Regions from separate parts of the Triticum aestivum genome. Here region 1 is linked to region 2. The links are chromatin contacts, called in public Hi-C maps. All regions are on one chromosome and are shown on one strand. The core of a region is the stretch at or near the end of the contact, and the rest is flanking DNA. Distances in the headings are between cores, read along the strand shown. Region 1 holds the start of LOC123105188 (5'-nucleotidase domain-containing protein 4). Region 2 holds the start of LOC123105187 (NADH-ubiquinone oxidoreductase subunit 8).

Region 1 (3,271 bases), core at 570-3,069, 140 kb before region 2:
AATCCCACTAAAATCTGACATTCTAGTTCCACGAGCTTCTAGGTGCGCATATGCTTCTGTATAAGTTGAGCCCATAGGCTCCATAAAACCGCAACATCCTTGTCGCCGCTTGGTTTATTCTTCGTATTCGACGTTTCTGCGTCACCTTCTAAATTCTTCTCATTCCAAATCGTAACCCTATCTTCCTTTTCATGACTACATATTCCTAGTCCCACTTATTCACTACTATCATACATGTCGTTGTCATGACTCACGCGATAACTTTTACGTGTCAATTACAGGTATACTCGGTAACTATGCGAGCACAAAACTGACCTAACCAAATATAAATTGTTCTCCCTAGTTGTACTAGAAGAAAAGTCTTGCCGATAAAACCATCCATATCGTTTTATCGGTCATTTTGACTTGACAAGTAATGTCCTATTGGTATACAAATGCCACAAAGTCTTCCATTAAGGGTATGCCATCCATATTAATTTTGGAAGCTCACTTCTATGTCAATAAAGCTACTCGTAAGCACATGTGTATCTCTAATGCTGTTGATTTCATTAGTACTATCTCTACTCTTATAACTTCTAGTCGGTGGAGGCAGTCGTGTATCACCTTCTCTTTTTACACCAGTAGTAAAATCTGTTGCAAAGTGGGTGAGATGATGAGTTATCAGGTGTCATCGCTATCGAGTAGCGAGTGGTTTTAGACAACCAAATTTGAGATCACTAGTTGATATGATTCGACATGACATGAATGGTAGAAGAATTTGTTCATTGTAGCAACACACAAGTGTTGAGCCGATGTGATGTACACGTATAAATTCAGATATTACATTTGAGAAATGTTAATATCTAGGTTACCCTAATATCTAACGTCAGATTTTTAAGATTTTCTCACGAACGTCCAAAACTGCCATACCAAAACAGAAAATTGCCATGTTGTTTGTAAGAGATTTGTCGTCATGCTCCAAAGCGAAATTTGCCATGTAGTACAAAAAAGGCAGAAAAATAGCCACATTGTGCAGGGTGATTGCCATGCGTTCTATCGGGATCTGACGGTTCCGAAGGCATCCGCTAGGATTTCTTAAAAATCAGAAGTTCGCCGGTTATCAAACTCCTTACGTTTTAGTAGATCTTGTTTCACGCCCATACGAGCTTTGTTTAAAAACATCGATTACAACGTAGACGCGCGTGCGCGCACACACACATTCAAATAACACCTACTACCAAAAACAAAATAAAAAATGTGGGGCTTTAAGATTTACGAAAGTCACCACAACCGTCTCACACTGAAAGAATAATAATCTACTATCTCCGTCCTGATTTATTAGTCCCTTTGTATTTAGCGTCATATTTTAACCATAGTTTAAACTAATAATATATAATTTATATGTAGCAAAATAATATCATCGAAAACCATGTTCAAATATGAATCTATTTAATTTTTCACGGCATGCAATGCATTGACATTTTGATAGTTAAATCTATGGTTAAACTTTGACACAAAATACGAAGAAAATCAATAAACCAGGACGGAGGTAGTACACTTCTAGTAGTACATTATTAAAAAACCTAAAGAATTTTGTTTTGCAGTTGCAAAAGAAAAATCCAAGGTATCCACGTGTCACCCTAATAACACGATAAGCACGATGAAATCAAGCTCGTGCGCGCAAGAGCGGCGAGCGTGCGTGTGGCCGGAGGAAAATCCCGGAGGGGGAGCCGAACCACCCGTTCTGTTATTCCCTCACCCACGAACCGACCCGACCTCATTATTGCCCCGCGGCCCCGCCTCCAGCCCCCACCTCCCCTCGCCCCCGGAACTCCCTCCCCCCTCCGCCCTCCCTCCGTCGCCCGCGGTCGCTGCTGGCTTCCGACGCACGCGGCATCCGAATCCGCACCGCACCGCACCCGATCCCCGCGCCACTTGTCCCGCCGCCCAATGCCCGCCCTCCGGTGAGATGGCGCCGCCGCGCGGCGGTGCTCCCACCCCCTCGGATTCCCCCCACTCCATTTATTCTCCCCCTGGCCCGCCAACAACAGCGTCCCGTCATCCTCCTCACCCGCACCACCCCCGCTCGCCTATTTAAGGCGACATGCTCTCCAGGAGGCCGCTCGCCGCCGCCCTACGCCTCGCGCCCCTCTCGCCTCCGCTCCTCCTCTTCTTCGCCTCCTCCTCCTCCTCGTCGTCGTCACCCGCCTCGTGCTCCTCCCCCACCGCTTCGGCCTCGGCCCCCAGAGGTGCGCGCTTCTGACGAGCATTCGTTGATTCCGGGCGTTTTTTTCTGTGTCGGTTTCGCGGTGGCACGCTTAATTTTAGCGATGTCTGTTCCTCTCTAATTTTGGTGCTGCGTAAATATGAGAATGTTGGTTTTGATCCGAGGCCAGTCCTGCTAGTGCTAGGCTGTAGAGGGGCAACCCGGTTTCGGGTCCATGGGCGAATGCTGAAGCATAATCGTGTATGCTTTGCTCTGCTTTTGTGCCCGTCTTAAAGGATTTCGTGGTTCGTATCCGTTTACGATGAGATTTTGGGATTCGTATGTATGGGTTGATCAGGCCTCTTTTCTGAACTGCTGAGTATACTCTGGAATTCGTTTCAGTTTGGCTGAATTATGCGGTTTAAATCCTGTTTCCTGATCGTGTCGTTATGGAAGTCTGAATGTGGCAGAGTTTCAGTTATGCCACGTTTTTTGATCGGTTGATCGCTAGACTTTCACCGACCTTGCTTGAATTCCTGGTTGAAACACCGAGTTCTACCACTGAATTACAGTGTGATATCTCTGATGTACTTTGGTCTATTCACCTTGTATCAGGCTGCAGTGCTCTAAGGATGGATAGCGGCGCTGTGGAACCAGCTTCAACCGGGGCAATCTGGTCAACGCCGTCGGTGGAGCCGAGAAGCATTTCCATCGGGAAGCAGATATTCTGCAACAGGTCTCTCAACATGAGGAACATCACCGCAGTAGGATTTGATATGGACTACACTCTTGCGCAGTACAAACCTGAGACATTCGAGGCCCTTGCTTACCATGGCACCATTGAGAAGCTCGTGAAGGATCTCAACTACCCTGAGGAGGTTGATGTCAATAGTTACTTCTCCCATTTTATGTGATTTTAGATTTGATATAGGGACTTGGGGTCTGTTGTTGTGTCAGGATTTCATGGTTGCCTCAAAGTAACTTGAATAGTTGCATTTAACACAGTACCAACATCATGTCTTTACCTGTTTCGACTTTTGAGCAATATTCCCACCTGTGATAGTCCATGATTTGGACCATGAATTT
Region 2 (2,855 bases), core at 179-2,678:
GAAGTTGGAGGAGATCAGAACACGCCCTAACTCCTCATTGCCATCAGCCGCCTTTGCCCTTTTTGATTCTCTCTTTGGTGGAGGACTCATTGCATTTAGTTCAGCCGGAATGATTGCAAGTTGACTGTTTATGGATCCTCCAACAGATTGTTGTTCACTTTGACTTGCTCTCTCCGGACGCTTCCTGTTACCCTCCATCATATCAGTGTCCACAATCACACGGCTAGCAGTGTCAACAGGATCATCATAACCCGGAGCCGTAGACGACGCCCCTCTCGCAGTAGCATTGTTGGTGTGGCCACCTCGGCCTCCTCCCTGCCCACCGCGGCGACCTCGGCCTCCCCCGGGGCCAGTCCCCGTCCTCATGGTCCAGGAAGCCCGCAGGTCTTTGAAGAAGAGCGCATCTGGTGTATGAACTCCATCACTGTGCTCTTTGAAAACATGGCCTAGACGCCCACAAACGGCGCACCAATCAGGAAGTTTCTCATACTTCACCTTTTATATCTGACGATTGCCATCGCGAATCATTGACACCGCATTCTTGAGTGGTTTGAAGACATTGATCTTAACCCAGACTCGGTAGAAGTTGCCGGCGAAGTCTTGAGACTGCGATTCCACGAACAGAACTTCCCCAACTTTCCCTGCCAAGGCTGGAACTAGATGGGCGTACTTGTCCAGGACATCATGAATCTGCACCCAAATATCAAGTGTGTCCAGCGCTACTTTGGAGGGTTGGGTGATTCCATCATAGGGCGTAAGGATCATCGTGTGATCCACGGAAGTTCCACGGGCCGTCCTGCATGACGTGTTCCCAATCCCCTAAGCAAAAGAACTGTATTGTGTAGAGATTATCCTCTAAGGGATGAAACTTGCAGTTCTGAGCGAGATCCCATGCCGCTCGCATGTTCTTGAAGAGCCAAAATTGGCTATATTCCTTGTTTATGTGCACCCGCGTCACGGCGCTCCACCGAGCCGCCTTCGGCGGTGCAGCTTCCTCATCATAGACGACGTCGTCCAAGTCCTCATCGCGAAGGCCCAGCTTTGCCATCATCTTCTCCAACTCGACAGAGGGGCCTGCGACGCGTCTTGCAGCCGCTGACGCGCCTTCCTCTGCCATCCTCTTGAAACCCTAACCTGAAGGAGATCCGATCGAGCATTGTAAACGAACCCTAGCTCCCTGCCCGTAACCAGTCAGGTCCAACCAAGGCCGGGTGATGGTCCAGAACCACCCCGTAATCAGCCCGAATCAGCCCCGATGGCACTGCCAAGGGAGGGAAGGTGAACGAATTCGATGGCGACGAAGAGATCGCCCCAGGGAGAAGAAACCCTAACTCGCGAGCGAGAAGGAAAAAAAACAGGCAATCGATCTCGAACGTTTTGGATGGGCACGGGGCACTTCTATACCTCTAGTGCCTTGAACACACGGAAGGCCCCCCTGTCTTCTGGGCGGTGCTGCACTTCCCAGCCCAGCCCAGCCTAGCCCACCTGTAAGTTCCTGTTTCTCCACACACCCGGACATCCCCCAGCCACTAACTAGAGACCACAGTGCACAGTCCACCTCAACCCCCTTTCGATCCGAATCCACCGTCTCCTCGTCGCCGACGACGCCACCATGGCGGCGCTCCTAGCCCGGCAGGCAGCGATGGCCCTCCGCGCTAGGCAGACGGTGAGCAGCCCTTCTACCCCTCCCCCGCCTCCCCTGCCCGCCGTCGCCCTCCTAGATCTCCGCCGTCCGCCCTCCGGCTTTCAGATCGAGGCACGCCGCCCCGCACTCCTGTTTGCTGTGACTTGCGCCTGATTCGTGGTTTGCCGGTGTTTCAGGCGCGTCTCGGCCCGTCCGCGACGGCGATGCAGGGCCACCTCCGGACCTACATGGACGCGGGGGCGCCCAAGAGGTTCAAAGGTATCCACCCTCTCCCCTCTTCCTGAGCTTTTGGTATTATGATTATTTCGGAAATGTGGTTCGGGCTATGTTGGTTCTACCTTACCATTTCCATGCATTTCGTGTGTTCAAAGTGATTGATTTTCTATATCTTGTGGTGCATACGGTAGCGTGTGAGCGAGGAATTAGGGTTGTACCTGAAACTCTTTGGAACAGATCTTCGGTTATAGAGTATTAGTTAGTTGCACACTGATGCCTGACACCCAGTATGAAATGGTCAAAAATTGTGCCATGCTGCCTCCCGTTGGTTTTAGGAGAACCTGTTCTTTACAACTTAAAGCCATTTGCTGATGATGATGGACTATAGTATCGAATTCTAATTGGCCTTATTCTTTCGAACACTAATTCCATGCTATGATTTTGTGTGTGCATAGTTGCATCTTGAATTTAAATTTGTGCGATGCTACTGTTCTCTGAAAGCGCTGCCCTCTTTAATGATCAGAGGACGAGGAGAAAGAACAGCTTGCGAAAGAGCTCGCCAAAGATTGGAGTGCTGGTGAGTATATGTTTTTTATATGGGCATACAATTGTATGTTGGCTATTTTCCTTGTTGCTGTTAGGATACTGCTTCACCTCTCATTTTAATGCTCTTTCTTCAGTGTTTGAAAGGAGTATCAATACATTGTTTTTGACTGAAATGGTCCGTGGTTTGATGCTGACGCTCAAGTACTTCTTCGAGAGGAAAGTTACAGTTAAGTGGCGAATTTCACACATGCTATTAGTCTTATTGTCGTGCTTGCTTCTGTTGACTGTTCTTTTATCTTGACTCCTTGTAGATTAACTATCCATTTGAGAAGGGCCCTTTGAGCCCCCGTTTCCGAGGGGAGCATGCTCTCAGACGTTATGATACTGGGGAAGAGCGTTGCATTGCCTGTAAACTCTGTGAAGCTGTAAGTTGTGTTCTCTTAAATCT

Evidence for each region. A called contact is a pair of places that touch in the nucleus more often than the background predicts.
Region 1: a contact with region 2 is called in a Hi-C map of leaf, with 5 times the contacts expected there. The contact joins the promoter of LOC123105188 here to the promoter of LOC123105187 in region 2. A contact is called at or near these places in 2 of 5 Hi-C or Micro-C datasets (both in leaf).

Annotation. Positions count from the first base shown.
Region 1 is chr5A:600,480,837-600,484,107 of IWGSC CS RefSeq v2.1, reverse strand. It overlaps LOC123105188 (5'-nucleotidase domain-containing protein 4), which reads left to right and starts at 1,819. Exons shown (of 17, transcript XM_044527202.1): 1 at 1,819-2,228; 2 at 2,801-3,063. The coding sequence starts at 2,084.
Region 2 is chr5A:600,340,433-600,343,287 of IWGSC CS RefSeq v2.1, reverse strand. It overlaps LOC123105187 (NADH-ubiquinone oxidoreductase subunit 8), which reads left to right and starts at 1,428. Exons shown (of 8, transcript XM_044527200.1): 1 at 1,428-1,666; 2 at 1,822-1,903; 3 at 2,385-2,438; 4 at 2,542-2,633; 5 at 2,719-2,832. The coding sequence starts at 1,613.